3 separate regions of the Mus musculus genome follow, and regions 2 and 3 are each linked to region 1. A link is a contact called in public Micro-C data. All regions are on one chromosome and are shown on one strand. The core of a region is the stretch at or near the end of the contact, and the rest is flanking DNA. Distances in the headings are between cores, read along the strand shown.

The links. Hi-C and Micro-C count contacts between places; a contact is called where the count stands out from the background.
Region 2: a contact with region 1 is called in a Micro-C map of embryonic stem cells, with 6 times the contacts expected there. The contact joins the promoter of Eps15 here to the promoter of Rab3b in region 1. A contact is called at or near these places in 2 of 39 promoter capture datasets (second pharyngeal arch cranial neural crest and stem cell-derived epiblast-like cells), 2 of 484 Hi-C or Micro-C datasets (both in embryonic stem cells) and 1 of 115 datasets of contacts at active chromatin or transcription factors (embryonic stem cells).
Region 3: a Micro-C map of granulosa cells shows a contact between it and region 1, with 3 times the contacts expected there. The contact joins the enhancer-like site here to the promoter of Rab3b in region 1. A contact is called at or near these places in 14 of 39 promoter capture datasets (the 3T3-L1 cell line, 3T3-L1-derived adipocytes, the C10 cell line and 10 more), 3 of 15 datasets of contacts at CTCF or cohesin (the NIH/3T3 cell line, embryonic stem cells and pro-B cells), 28 of 484 Hi-C or Micro-C datasets (the 4T1 cell line, the C3H10T1/2 cell line, CD4 T cells and 19 more), 5 of 115 datasets of contacts at active chromatin or transcription factors (bone marrow-derived dendritic cells, embryonic stem cells and forebrain) and 3 of 9 other capture datasets (adipose tissue, embryonic stem cells and liver).

The regions. Positions count from the first base shown.
Region 1 is chr4:108,877,109-108,882,074 of GRCm38.p6, reverse strand. It overlaps Rab3b (RAB3B, member RAS oncogene family), which reads right to left and starts at 3,005. Exons shown (of 5, transcript NM_023537.5): 1 at 2,857-3,005.
Region 2 is chr4:109,277,937-109,282,902 of GRCm38.p6, reverse strand. Eps15 (epidermal growth factor receptor pathway substrate 15) reads right to left here and starts at 2,628. Exons shown (of 25, transcript NM_007943.3): 1 at 2,459-2,628. The coding sequence starts at 2,491. It overlaps Gm40225 (a long non-coding RNA gene), which reads left to right and starts at 2,580. Exons shown (of 3, transcript XR_868003.2): 1 at 2,580-2,881.
Region 3 is chr4:109,145,016-109,149,981 of GRCm38.p6, reverse strand. All of the region lies in intron 3 of Osbpl9 (oxysterol binding protein-like 9), which reads left to right. All of the region lies in intron 1 of Gm52703 (a long non-coding RNA gene), which reads right to left. Among named protein-coding and RNA genes, the nearest start is that of Gm52703, 14 kb to the right of the region's middle. Within about 2 kb of position 2,136, at least 85 of the 459 cell types and tissues checked have an H3K27ac peak or open chromatin away from gene starts, as enhancers often do. A contact at or near this core is called in the 4T1 cell line, the C3H10T1/2 cell line, the MC38 cell line and 6 more, where this site is marked.

The sequences.
Region 1 (4,966 bases), core at 1,756-4,255:
AATCCATAGGCACTGCACACTTACACCACACCAGGTGCTCTGTGAACTCACAGATGGAGCAGGGACCTCGGGAGCTCAGTTACTGATGTTTCCTTTCGTATCGAAATCCTTCGCCTTTTCTCATGCTATGTCTTCTGACAGAAGCATGTTTTACTCCATCGCTAGCTAAATCTTTCGTGTCCAAGAGACTTCACTGACCCATCGGCCTTCCTTAAATCCCTCCGCTCCCAACACACTAAGGCTTCTGACTCCCACAAGAGGCCTTTACCAACTTCCATGGTCTTCCTCTGGTTTTTTTCCAAATTTATTTTTATTTTGTGTGGTGTGTGTGTGTGTGTGTGTGTGGGTGTGTAGTGTGTATACATGTGTATGGTGTGTATGTGTATGGTGTGTATGCATGTGTGGTGTGTGTGTGTGTGCATGTGTATGTGGTGTGTGTGTATGTGTGTGCATGTGTGTATGGATGTGTGTGTGGTGTGTGTGGTATATGTGGTATATGCATGTGTGTGTGGTGTGTATGGATGTGTGTATGCATGTGTGTGGTGTGTATGCATATGTGTGGTGTGTATGCATGTGTGTGTGGTGTGTATGCATGTGGTGTGTGTGTGCATGTGTATGTGGTGTGTGTATGTGTATGCATGTGTATGTGGTGTGTGTGGTGTAGGTGGTGTGTATGCATGTGTGTGTGGTGTGTGTGGTGTAGGTGGTGTGTGTGTATGTGTGTGTGTGTATGCATGTGTGTGTGGTGTATGTGGTGTGTATATGTGGTATATGCATGTGTGTGTGGTGTGTATGGATGTGTGTATGCATGTGTGTGGTGTGTATGCATGTGGTGTGTGTGTGTGTGTGCATGTGTATGTGGTGTGTGTATGTGTATGCATGTGTGTGTGGTGTAGGTGGTGTGTGTGTGGTGTATGGACAGAGGCACTTTTACCCTGTGCACATGTGTGCTTCTGAGACACAACCAAGACTGGATACATGTTGGCTTCCTTCCTTCTGATTGGAAGCTGGGAGTCAAGGATGCCATGACACAGCCACCCCTGCACAGCCACCGTGGCTTCTCTGGAGCAGTGCTCTAGAGTTTACAGAACTCTTGTCAGCCCACATAATTCTCCCTGATTCTTACAACCACCATGCTGTTTCCCACTCAATCCATAGGCACTGCACACTTACACCACGCCAGGTGCTCTGTGAACTCACAGAGATGGAGCAGGGATCAATGCCGAGGCTAATGGAGGGCACTGGGCAGCTTCCTCTTTTGCTCCCTTTCTTATTTTTTTATTCCTTTAGACTTAGTTGTTTTTAATGTGTATGAATGTCTTGCCTACGTTTCTGTATGTACACACACCACACTAGTGCCTGGTGCCTGTAAGGGTCAGAAGAGGGAGTCAGATTCCCCCCAGAACTGCAGGTAGGGTGGTTGTGAACCACATGCTGCTCCTGAGAACTGAACCCTTGTCTACAAGAGCAACAAGTGCTCCTGAATGATGAGCCATCTCTCCAGCCATCTCTCCAGCCCAGCCTATTTGTTCGTTTGTTTGTTTGTTTGAGACCGTCACATTTCAAGCTCCAGGGGTTCACCATGTCTCTGTCCCTACAGCTAGAGTTACAGGCACAGAGATGATGGCAGCCTCTTCCACACTGAGGATGTGAATCTAGGTCCTCATATCTGCGAAGCAAGCACACTCCTCTTCTTCTGTTTGGGGATGCAGAAGGGATGTGCTCTATCTGCTTGCATGAGGGCGCACACACACACACAAACACACACACACACACACACACACACACACACACGCGTGCGCGCGCACGCACACACACACACACACTCACTTATTTCGTTTACAGTCTACAGCTTTCCTGTGGATTCTGGGAAGGTGGGATGGAGAAATCCACTTTCACTCCACACCTCTTTTGGCTTCTAGAGGTTGTCATCCTGCCCTCTCAAAGTCTCTTCCACATTTGACACCAAGATAGAATTGCATGTGGATGAATTTTTCTGTTCACTATTCTCTTCTTGCCCATGGCTCCAGTTGGCATTGTAGTCTTGTCCAGTGTTTGCTGTCCTCATGCTGTCAGGAGCCAAGACTCGGCTAGTGCCAAGGTTGTACTCAACCCTCACCTCACACCCATCATCCCTGCAATTTCACTCTCCAAGTTCCCTCAAGGTTTCTCTGCTTCCAGCTACAAGACCCTGCTCCATTCCAGCGCCATTTCCTCCATCCTGACCAGAACTTAGGTGTCCCTCGCCCACAAGCAGGGTCAAGACCCACTCCCCTACCTAGTTCCCGCCCCTTTCTGCGGGGCGGAGTAGACTCAGCTGGCTCCCCACATTTCCCTTCTTCCAAGCTCATCCCCTCCAAGCCCCAACCCTATGTCTCCATCCCTTGAGACCCCTTCGCGGGTACCAGCGGGGCTCGGTTCTACACCCTTTCACTCCCAGCTAACCACACTCACGTCCCGGAAGTTCTCAATCCCACCAGACACCCGTTCCTGCTCTGCGCCCCTTCCTTTCAGCCCTTGCTCTTCTGCTCGTCTCAAAGCCCCTCGAGCCCACCCAGCTCTCCGCCTTCACGCCCCCTTTCGCCTGCCTCCCCTCCATCCTTTCAGCATCCCTCTGCTGCCCTAAGATGTACCCAGCCACCCCTTACTGCCTGTAGTAGCTGCTCATCTGCCCCCAGCCCCAATGGTCGCTGCTTCCCGGCGGACCTGTGCGGAGTGCGAGCCAGCACTCCTGCTTTGCTGCGGTGCGGGTCCCTGGCGGCCTCTCGCAGCCCCTCTCTGAGTCCCCTAGGCTGCCTTGCACTCGGTCCCCGGCTCCCAGGCAGTGCGGAGCCCGGTCGAGGCCGCGCCCCTTACCTCGGATAAGAGCTGGCTCACGGACAGTGCAGCCGGACTGTTGCACTTGGCGATAGTGGGTGAGAGGCAGGCGAGGCGGGTCTGGTTCCCACCTCGGCTACGGAGGGCTGAGGCTCTGGCTGAAGATGGGTTGGGTTCCCGCTGGGTCCAAGCCCCGCCCCTGGGCGGAACCCATGTAAGATCCGCCCCGCCCCTGCGTTCTGGGCTGGTGTAAGGAACCTACAATTTCTTGGGAGCCTTACACCCTATATATCTGGGTGACTTTTATAATCTGCCCACATTCTATAGTTTGCACCTACAGGGTGCTCAGAGGTCTTTGGTGATAATGTAGATGATGATGGCGTCAAGTTTTGCTCTTTCCAAATGCTTTACTCCATTCTCATAAACTCTCAAGGAGGGAGCACAACCTGTCCACAAGTGAAAAATGAGCTAGGAAGCTGGCTATCACCGTCTGCCCCACTCATCACCTCTTCATGGTCCTTGTCGTCTGAGACTGGTAATCCCATCTGAACAAATCCAATCTTCTTCTAGGTTTCCTTTTCTCTGCATAAAGTATCCTGGTTCAGGACTCATGGGACTAATGCAAGAATTCTAATTCCTGCCTTCTTTCCAGCCTCTATACCAGTGACCTGAGGAACCTTTTGAAATGATTTCGACCTTGTTAAGATAACACTCACTGCTTCTCCATGACCAGCAGTAGCATGGAGTTTGCCAACTGGAGTGGTAAATGTTCTTGTCTGAGCCTTAGCAGACCCCAGATCTTCCAGGAGTGGTAGGTCACCTTCAAATTCTTATATGGATTTCACCTTCCATTGTCCTGAGGTCACTGGCCTGACATTTGGGTCTGGAGTTATTATTCTTTTCTTTCTTCCTTTTAATGATTTTTTATTTCATGTGCATTGGTATTTTGCCTGCGCGGATGTCTGTGTGAGGGTGTAGGATCCCTGGAACTGGAGTTACAGACAATTGTGAGCTGTCATGTGAGTGCTAGGATTTGAACCCAGGTCCTCTGGAAGACCAGCCAGTGCTCTTACCCACTGAGCCATCGCTCCAGCTCCTCTTTGTTCTTTTCTATAGTCATCCCCACCCCAGGTCATAGAAGTACGAGTCAGATAAGAAGTCCAGATTTTTCTCAGTTCCGTTATGACTTGTCTAAGATGTTTCTTTCCAGCCTCTCTGCCTCAGCATCAGAGTCCTAATCCTTACAATGTTCGCTAGAGCTGCTTATCAGCCCCTTTAGTCAGGTCCGCGCTGCCCATTTGACTTTCAGCTTCCCCTGTGCTCCCTCTAGAACCCTGGTTCCACCCTCTGCATCTTTAGAATGCTCAGGTTACCTCTTTATCTTTACCGAAACCTTATCCTCCCCCGGGACACTGCTTCCATGGTAGCCCTCTGCAGAAAGGCTCTTCATTTTCTTAACCTCCATGTATCATAACACCAGGAGGTGGGCAGCATTGTCACGCCCACCCTCATACAAAGATTTGCTCTCCTTTGCCCGCGAGCCATATCACAGCCTATGGCTCCTCCACACTGTTCCTCGTGCTCTGAGGAGTTCCTGGGGTACCAGCCCCTTCACTAGCTGCTGCTCCGCCATCCTTCTGGTGACTTCAGTTGCATATGGGGGTCTCCTGACCCTCATCCCTTTGCCTCTGCTTTACATGTTGACTGTGTCATTAACACCTACAGCCACACCTGACCCTCCTACTCACCTAGAACTTCTGGTCTTAAGACCAAACACCCTATGCAGAACTTACTCCCATAAGGCCTAGTTTCCTTTCCTCATTTCAAACTGGGTAACATGAATAACGAGTTGCCCATTCTTCACAGGAACAATGAGATAACATGTAAAACAACCCTTTCAAAGCTGGGAAACAATACAAGAACAGATGGAGATGCTTTCGGTAGCCTCAGGTCTGATGGCTTCCTCCTCCTCTCTCCCCTGAAAGGCCATGTAACATAGAAGAAGGAGCACAGCCTTAGACCCACCAGACTACATTTTTTGTTTTTGTTTTTAGTCCTTGCTCTACCACTTGCTGGCTGAATGATCATAGGTCTGTTACCTCATTTTTCTGACACATGCACCCGTTTCTTATCTTTAGGAAAATCAATA
Region 2 (4,966 bases), core at 1,379-3,878, 400 kb before region 1:
TGCACACTCATATGTGTGCAACACACACACACATGTTAAAATCAAGGACTGGAGATATGGTTCAGCTCAAGTTAATAGCACTTGTGGCTCTTGCAGAGGGCTCAGGTTCGGTTCCCAGTAGCCATATGGTGGTTTATAACCATCCATAACTCTAGTTCCAAGGGATTTGACACTCTCTTCTGTCTTATATGGGCACCAGACATGAATGTGGTATACATATATACATGCAGGCAAACACTCATACACAAATAAGTAATTATATCTAAGAACTATAAATCTGCTAAGTTTGAAGGAAAAAGATACATTAGTAAATATTTTAAAAACTTTTTCCCCTGTGCCTTTATAATATCTCACTATATCTTAGTATTTTAATATCTAAATATTTTAAATTGACTTATTTGAATTATCAATTTAAGTTCAAACATGAAATACTAAAGAATAATTTCCCCTTAGTGATTCAGCATTTACTCTGGATACATTTTAACACCTAACTATACAACCACAAGAACATATGCAAATTATGAAAATGACTACAAAACTGAGAGCCTGAAGCAAATTTCCAGAGATAAGTGATCCTAAACAGAAACTAAAAACACAGTACAATCCAAGAAGAAAATAAAGTAGGCACACAACCAAGAAGCAATTCTACAGAAGTCTTCAAGGGAACAAAATCTTTAATAGGGGGGTCGGGGGAAACTACCAGAATTAGCCAACAGAGTCAGAATACAAGTGCCTGCCAACAGAGATCATGTTTAAGGCAGGTCACTATCTAGACTCAGAAAGCCAACACCCAAAAGTCAATGTTTCCATTCCTCAAATGTGAGTTTCAGAAGGACCCTTCTAAACAGATTCATGACAAGACTGGGCCATCTTAAAAGTTCTTCCCTGTTAGATGCAAGTCAAAACACAATGACCCACAGGAAATAAATTTGGAAATGTAAAGTTTATGAGGTTATTCCTAAAGGCTGTCTTACCTGTGGGATGCCTCTGTGTGTGTGTGTGTGTGTGTGTGTGTGTGTGCGCACTATAATACACACACACACACACATACAGTATATATAGAATCACTTTTGCTGGGGATATGGCTCAGTCGGTACAGGGCCTGTCTAGCCAGCATGAAGTCCTGAGTCTGATCCCTGGCGATGAATAAACTAATATAGTGGTACAGTCCACTTGGGAGATGGAGGAAGAAGGATCCAAAATCAAGGTCATTCTTGATATTCTTGATTACATAGTGAGTTCAAAGCCAGCTTGATCTATTTGAGACCCTGTCTCAAAATAAATAAGTAAATAAAATTTCCACCCTGGCTCCTGGGGAAAATACTTTTTTATCTCCAAGTTCTTGGAAAGAAACACCTCAAAACCTCTTTATCATAACATAGAAATAATCTATTACCCAAACACATGCCCTACCTTATAAGTACAGGCAAATCTAGGCCAAGGAGACAAGATGGCAGGGAGCTATCACAGGGCAGGCTGATAGGCTGAGGTGGGCTTATACCAGGGAGTACACAGCCCCCAGCTATGGAGAAGGCAAACTTCTGGGCAGTGAAGATGAAAGGGACTGGCAGGTGTTTGGTACCTCATCCCTCCTGGGTGTCTTGAGATGACTACGCTTGGTTTTACAGAAACGGAGAACTCAGGTTCTCCTAAGTGAGTGATGTTTAGATGTATCCCTCGAGGATGGGGCTCTGAAGGAAGAGAACATTTTAATAATGATGATGATGATAAAGAGGCGAGACTCCGAGAACAGACTCCGAGAACAGCTTTTGGTCGAGATCGTCCCAGGACAAAGTTATCTCCCCGGTGGTTCCGGGCACCAGGGAGGAAAGAGGCGCCCCACCTGCAGAAGGCTGGCACCATGACCCCTCGGACGACGATCAGAGACGGCGCCCTCGCGGGTGGGAAAGTCTGCAAGGGGATCTGAGCAGAAGTGAGTGGGTCAAGTGCCCGGACAGGATGCGACTTCTGGAAGCCAGGCTGACTTGAGGGAACTGAGGGGAACTCGGCAGTCGTCGCTCCCGCGGACCGGAGCAGAGCGAAGCTGAGGGAACCCTGCCCCGCCGAAGTCGAGCCTCGCATCGCCCGCGGCCGCTGTCTAGCGTGAGCCCCACCGGAGCTCACCTGGCGGCCGTCAGGCCCGGAGGAGAAACTTGCCGAGAAGGTGAGCGCCGACGGGACCTGGAGGAGAGCGGCGCGGAGACCCGCGGCGGGGGCGGCGGCCGGGTGGGAGCCGCGCGGGGCGGAGCCGAGAGCCCGGCGACCCGGGGCGGGGGTGCGGCGGCCCCGGCTCGCCGCTCCCGCTCCGACTCGGGATGGCGCCCGCACTCCTCACACGCGCTCCCACCGTGCGGCCCGAGGGCAGCCGCCGCGCCAGCGCCCCAGAGCGGTGGAGGGGGGGAGGGAGGGCCGGGGAACCCCGGCGGGTCGAGCCGGGCCGACCGGCGGGCGGCGTTACCTGTGTCAGGGAGAGCTGGGCTGCCGCAGCCATGGTGTTTCCATCATGCACGGGAGGGGAAGGAAGGACGGACGGACGGGGGCCCGGGGCGGGAAGGAGGCGGAGGGACAGGCCGTAGGCGAGGCCGGCGGCCGGGCGTCTCCCCGAACTTCGACAACTTCCCTCCTCACGCCGCCCCGCCCCGCCCCGCCCCGCCGGCCTCACAGGCCGTGGCGGCGCGCAAAGCCCGGAGCGGGAGTCTGAGCCGCGGAACCAGGCCCTGACCCCGGCCTCCCTGGAAAACCCGGTGCGGATAGGGCTCTGGGGTGGACGGTCAGCGGAGGCGGCGCCACAGAGACCTGAGTTTAGGCAGGTCACCCACCATCCTTCTTCCTGGGCTGCTGTTTTCTGTAAAGTGCGGGGAGAAATTAGAACCATGTCCAGGTGGGTTGTGGGAACTAAAAAAGTAATGGTACTAAGTAATGACAGGAGCGGTTTAGTAGTAATAACATTAAATAATTCTGATTGTGTGTGATTCTGCACTAAATGCTTTTGTTTGTTTGCTGTTTGTTTAAAACAAGGTCTCTCTCTGTGTAGCCATGGCTATCCCGAAGCTCACTGTATAGATCAGGCTGGCCTCAAACTCACAGAGATCCACTTCCCTCTGCCTCCAGAGTGCTGGGATTAAGGAGATGTACCACTACTCCAGGCCTAAATACTTTTTTAAAAAATTGTGTGAATAGGGGATTTGAAACAGAAAGAAGTTATACAAATGAGGATGGTGAAAGCCAGCCAGGCATGGTGGCACATACCTTTAATCTCTGAGAGTTCCATGCCAGCCTGCTCTACATAGTGAGTTCAAGGACACATAGTAAGGCCCTGACTGAAATAAAAAGAAAAGGGCCTCCCCGAAAAGAAAAAACAAAACAAAACAAAACAACTCTCTTACCCGAAGTTTAAAAACTAACTAGAAAGCTGGATTACAAATCTTTCTACCTGCTATCACATTAAGAAGGCATGTAAATCCTTCTAAAGTAAAAATCTTGGGAGCAAGAAGGAACTGCTTGCCTTGCCTGCTCCCTGTCCTGCCTAGACTGTTTAATTTAAAAAAAAAAAAAAAAAAAAAAAAAAAAAGCAGGTGTAGGGCCACAGTGGAGTTCAGAGGTACAGTGAGTGCATAAAGTCCCATCTCAAATTCTTTTTTTTTTTTTTGTCTGGTTGGTTGGTTGGTTTTGGTTTTGGTTTTTTGAGACAGGGTTTCTCTGTATAGCTCTGGCTGTCCTGGAACTCACTCTGTAGACCAGGCTGGCCTTGAACTCAGAAATCTGCCTGCCTCAGCCTCCCAAGTGCTGAGATTAAAGGAATGTGCCACCAGTGCCCGGTTCCTCTCAAATTCCTTTTTGTCATAAATGCCACCTCTTGACAGAGTATTGTCTCTCCAAACTAGTGTTCATACTCTTTTGTTGACTTTACTAGAAGAGGGCAACAACCTCCTAATGACCTGTTTACATAAGTCTAACCACCCCCCTCAGCTCACCAGTGGCAGAGATTTTTTAATATATATGTATTTTAACACCATAACATTATAGTATATGCTTAAATGAAGGCCTTTGTCCTGCCTGTATTCAACATTATACACCTTACTCTTTTTCATTTTGCCACACTTAGTTAGAATAAGGAACCGCTTACCTGAAATTGTCATCTGCAAAGGTTCTTATTTAGGGTGACTACTGCCGTGATGAAACACCATGACCAAAGACAACCCGAAGAGTAAAGAATTTATTTCCCTCACAGTCTGGTCATCATCAAAAGCAGTGAGGAAAGGAATTCAAACAGGGCAGGAGCCTGGAGGCAGGGTCTGAAGCAGAGGCCATGGTGGGGTGCTGCTTACTGACTTACTCAGTTTGCTTTCTTATAGAACCCAGGCTTGGGCCTTCTCCTACCAACTACTAGTTAAGAAAATGCCCTACAGTGAGGTCTTATGGAGGCTTTATCTCAACTGAGGTTTCCTCGTGTCTAATAAATCTAACTTGTGTCAGGTTGATGTAAAACTACACTCAGTTTGTATGTAGCCTACTTCAGAAGGTCTAGGAAGTCTGCATACCAGCTTTTAGTTACTTTGATATGACTTTTTTATTCTGCCTTTTTTATTGTGTGTGTGTGTGTGTGTGTGTGTGTGTGTGTAGTACTTGGGGAGGGGGTAGATTCTCTCCTTCCACCATGGAGGTTTCGGGGATGGAACTCAGGCTAGCAGTCTTGGCAGCCATTGCACTAATCTAGTAAGCTGCTTCAAAGGCCATATCCTCTGCCTCGTTTTAAGAGTTAGTTGATGACCTGCCTACATCTGACTGGCCTTAAAGAAGACTAACTCTCTACTGCAGGTCCCTCAGACACAGAAGTACCCAACCTCAATATGTGTTTGCTTCCTTTTTCCCTAATGGTGGTTTCCAGGACAAAACCCACACGTCTATCAGGGCCACAGCCTTTATCATTATAATAGGATTCCTCAATACACTGAGACAGCTGGAA
Region 3 (4,966 bases), core at 887-3,386, 270 kb before region 1:
ATCTGGAATATTTTATAGTGACACAAGTTTCCTGAGATAAAATATACCACTTTTAAGGATGGAAAAGAAGCTTAAGTTAGAGCTATGTAAGTCTCCATGGAAAAAGTCACCTGTGGTTGGCCTGATAAACCACTGCTTTCAGCTCAGTCCATTAAAGCCTGATTGTTTACTAAAGTGCAACCTAGTGCTCAATACTGAAGAAAAGTATTTAATTTTTAAAAAAGTCCTATTGATCAAGTATATCAGTGCATCAGTGCTTCACTGCATTAATACCAGTCAACTTAGCACACACCCACATGGCCAAGATGCTTAGAATAGACGGTAAGTCATTAGGCTAAAGCATGGTTATAGGTTTGACTGTCTTCTACTTTGAGAGCAATGTTAGCTCAGCATTATCACCAGCGAACAGATGTCACTGTCTTGGGTTGACTTAAGATGTTTCCTCTGTTATGTTATGTTTCTGATTTTTATGTGGTAATGTTTCCAGTACAAAAAGTCACACATTTCATGTAAAGGAAGTGAATCAGCTCTAATTAATTCTGTAATTAGCTGGTTTAATTTCAGTGGTACTCGGGATATTTGTGTGGGTTGATAGAGCTGGACTCGTGTGTTGGGAGTTGGTTATATTGCTGTGGGAGGATTAGATCTCGCTAGTGTACCTATGTTCTTCTTAATTTGTTTTCTACTTTCAATCCTCCCTAGATATTTGAAATTATAATCTTCCCAAGTTTAATTATGAACTCCAGTATAGTGAGTAGCCAGTTAGACCTACCTCTCTAATCCATTTTTATTTTTGTTAGTAATTTACATTTTATTCCACAATTCATTTTTCTTACTCACTAAAATAAATTTTCAATGTAACAATCTAAGGAGAGTATTGAAAAGATGACGCTAATTATCACTCCAGTCCTTCTTCCTGAAGGGAAGAACAATGCCATTTCCTTGACCCTTCAGTCCTGTGTATGTTTAAGAACAACTTTTCCTGTGGCTACTAGGTAACTTTTATGTAGCCATGACAAGATACCTGATGGAAACAACTTAAAGGTGAGAAATCCCATTCAGCTCATGGTTTCCAAGGCATAATTAGTGTACCATGCGGTAGAGGGCATAGCAGAGCGGTAAGTGGGAATGGGGGTTTATTTGGGTTACTTCGGGAACACAGACAACTGAAGGGAAATGTGTCATGGAAAGCCACATCTCAGCATGGGCGGTGACTCTTGGAAGCTTCAGTTGCTAGAGCTCCCTGCAGGCAGTCATCAGTCTTCTGTCTCAAGCAAGTGCTGCTTATATATTATATAACCTTGGGAGGAGACCTGTGGATCTTACTTAGTAGGCAATCTTTTCAGTTTGGGGCACATTGCTTGGTGTGTGCTGGTGGAGAGAGAGAGTAAAGATTCATAATGAAAGGAACGTTTCTACAAGCCGTTAGACATATGTAGAAAACTCTAGGGTTCAATTTACTTCATCCAGTTTTGTTTTATTCTGGTTTGGTTTTTGATTTCTGGAGACTGGGTTTATCTGTGTAGCCTTGGTTGTCCTGGAACTCACTCTGACTGGATTTGAACTCAGAGATCCACCTACCTCTGCCTCCAGAGTGCTGGGATCAAAGGTGTGGCCCACCACTGCCTGGCCGCTAAGGGCCAGTTTAATGTTATGCTGGTCCTTCACAGGGATCGAACCCACCCTAGTGAGGTAGATATTTTTATCCTCACCATCCAGGGGTGGGCTTGAGGCTTGTATTAATTTGTATTTTTGGTCACACATGCAGGAAGTAACAGGGCCAAGATTTATATTGACAATTCTCATTATACAGTACTGTTTGTTTCCACCTTACTTTCTTGTGATTCTGGGTCAGTCACTCTGACTTATATTTTATCATACCGGAGCCCCTTTGTATCCACGTCACTTTCTCCCATTGCAGTATTAGTGTTTCATGGGAGTAGGTGTCGCAGGGTTCTTCTGTGCTCAGTGTATATCCAAGCAGAGGTCGACACTGCCTGGGCCCACTGAGGCAAGGTTAACTGGGACATTGGTCACATGGTAGTGAGTCACATCACAAGGCATGCTCAGTTCTGTCACCAACTATTAGGGAGGCTTGGAAGCCTAGCCACAGGACGCATGGGGATGTTCCCTGAATGGAGTTAATGACCAGGGAGTCAGACATTGACCTGTGCTCCATCTTCTTTCAGTTCTGGTCATGCTGCACAGTTCTCTTCTTACGCCAGCAGAGGGAGCAGTTCAAAGTGTTCGAGGGGAAAAAGCCCAACACATCTTCCTAGTTATTTGTTCTGTTCAGAAACTTGGTTTTCCTAGGAAAACTGAAGTGGTGCCTGAAATGGTGATGGTGCACAGTGATCTGCATAAACATAAATTGTGTTTGTCGTGAGTGCTGAATCGATGACATTCGATAGCTGTGTCTAGATTGTCTTCTAGAGGATGGGGCTGAAGCTTGTGGGACGTGCAGGGTTGTAACTACAGTCTTGATCTAGAAGTGTATCCTTTCTGAAGGAAAGGCAAAGATATTGTATTAGCAGCTTAGAGCTAAATATAGAAGAGAGAGGAAGTGGCTTGCTGCTGTTTGCCCTGAGCAGAATTCCTTGGAGAAACTGGAGCCAGAATGAAACCTTCAGATGGAATGTTGTTCTTGATAATTCAGAAATGCCTTCCCGCTTCTCCACTCCACAGGAACATGCGCACACTTCTCTTTAAGTACAAAAGCTCCCCCCCCCAGGAGCTAAAGAATGTCGTTTTTTCTAAGCATTTTATTAAAGTATAAGCATTTTATAAAGTAGCATACATTCATTATTATAATTTCTTGTAGGCTTCTGTTACTTTGTTAGGTCTTATCTAATTGATCTTGTTTATTTCAAAAGCAAACAAAAGAATTAGTAGCTGATTCATTTTTCACGTGTCACTTGCTTTGTTTTAGTCTTTTTCATAAATTTTACTTATTATTTCATTTTTATTGGCTTGTCTCACCCTGCAGTCTGGACCTGGAACTCTATCTAGACCAAACTGGCTTTGAACTGAGGGGTGATCCCCCTGACTCAGCTCTCCAAGTGCTGGTCATTCAGGCATGAGCTGCCACACCTAGCTCCTTCCTGAATTTTTTTTTTTTTTTTTTTTTTGAGAGACAGGGTTTTTCTGTGTAACCCTGGCTGTCCTGGAACTCACTCTGTAGACCAGGCTGGCCTCGAACTCAGAAATCCACCTGCCTCTGCCTTCTGAGTGCTGGGATTAAAGGTGTGCGCCATCACGCCCAGCTTTTTTTGTTTTTAAATAGGCATTGATTTCTCCTCCCCTTTTTTTCTTTATTAATCCAAGTAAAGTGATTATATCTTCCTTTCCTTTTGACCTTCTGTATGTCTCCTTGTGAGCTGAGACTTGGTTTGGCCCCTTAAAATCACCTTCTTTTGCCCCACTCTTCCCTCTCATCCCAAAATGCATTAAAGAGAAATTCTCATTTTTTCCCATAATAACATGTATTTGAATACTTCTTACTCATAAATTCAGTAAAACTTTTATTATTTTCTTAAAGACAAGTCCTGAAATATGGCTTTGGCTTACTTGATATTTGTTATGTATCCCAAGCTGGTTTTGAATTCAAATCCTCCCACCTAAGCTTCCAGAGTGCTGGGATTGCACGCAGGTATTGTACCATTAGCTTCTAGGGCTAGAGAGATGGCTCAGTGGATAAAGCACTGCCACCCAAGCTCGAGGACCTGAGTTTGGATTCCTAGAACCCATGGGAAAAGCTGGTGACAAGCTTAGCGTCAGTGAGAGACCTTGACTAACATAAGGTAGAGAGTGATTGAGGAAAATGCCTGACTTCACACATACACATATATGCATACATGTTCATGCACATATACAAATGCAGACCCCCCTACAAATGCACACACCCCATGCACAACTTGTACACGTGTGCACACACACCTACATACACATGCATGTGCATGCACACACTTTAAACAGCAAACAAACCACTTCTGACAGTTGAGGCTTATCAGATTTTAGGATTGACTACGTCAGAGGCTTTTTAAGCCATAAGTAAAAATTTTGGAGTCATCTTGGTTTTCATCTTGTATATTCTTTTGTTGTGTTTTGTTTAAGGTTTTGCTGGGCTGGCCTGGACTGACAGTCCTCTTCTGATTCCTGAGGGCTCCAGCAGTTGGGGCTTGCCAGCCCTCTTCTCTGTGTTGTGGTACTCTACCTCCAGTTTTCAAGCTAACTGAATCTTTTCTTGTTCTGTGTCTGCCTCTCCTTGTATTGTGTGATGGAAAGGCCCATCACTTTGTCCACTGGCCGCTCCTCCTCTGTCTCCTAAGTCTGTAACGTGGCTTGGGTCTTTATCCCTTCTTATGCTCACACTCACTGCCTCCCCATTACTCCCTCGCCCCCTTCTTGGTCTCTATGCTATCTGAGCAGTTTCCTGATTAATGCCTATGTCAGTTCTCTAAAACTACAGCCTTCTTAAATGTTCCTACATTCCATGTCCTAAAGTCCTTTAACCTGAAGTTAAAGCAGTATAGACAGTCCCTGCAGGAGCTAAGTGTTAGTATATATTTGCATATCAAGGATTTTTATTGAGTAAAAATGACTGAGAAGCATGTGATTGATGAATGAATAGAAAAGAGCTCATGTTTTTCATTGTCTTTGACTGAATGAGCAAACTGTCTAATATAGTGCTGACTCTGCTCTGGAGACTCACGACATTGCTTTAGATAGTCAAAACAGACGTTGTGGAGGAGAAACACATTTGTAAATATTTACATGCACATTGACAGTTTAGAGACTTCAGCTATAACTATTAATAAATCTTTGAAGGAGCCAATTATGGAAGATTTAATAAGATATCAAGCAAAAATAATTTCTTAGGAACTCTAACTTGCTGGGCCTGGTGGCGCATGCCTGTAATCTCAGTGCTTGGGAGGCAGAAGCAGACAGATCTCTTAGTTCAAGGCCA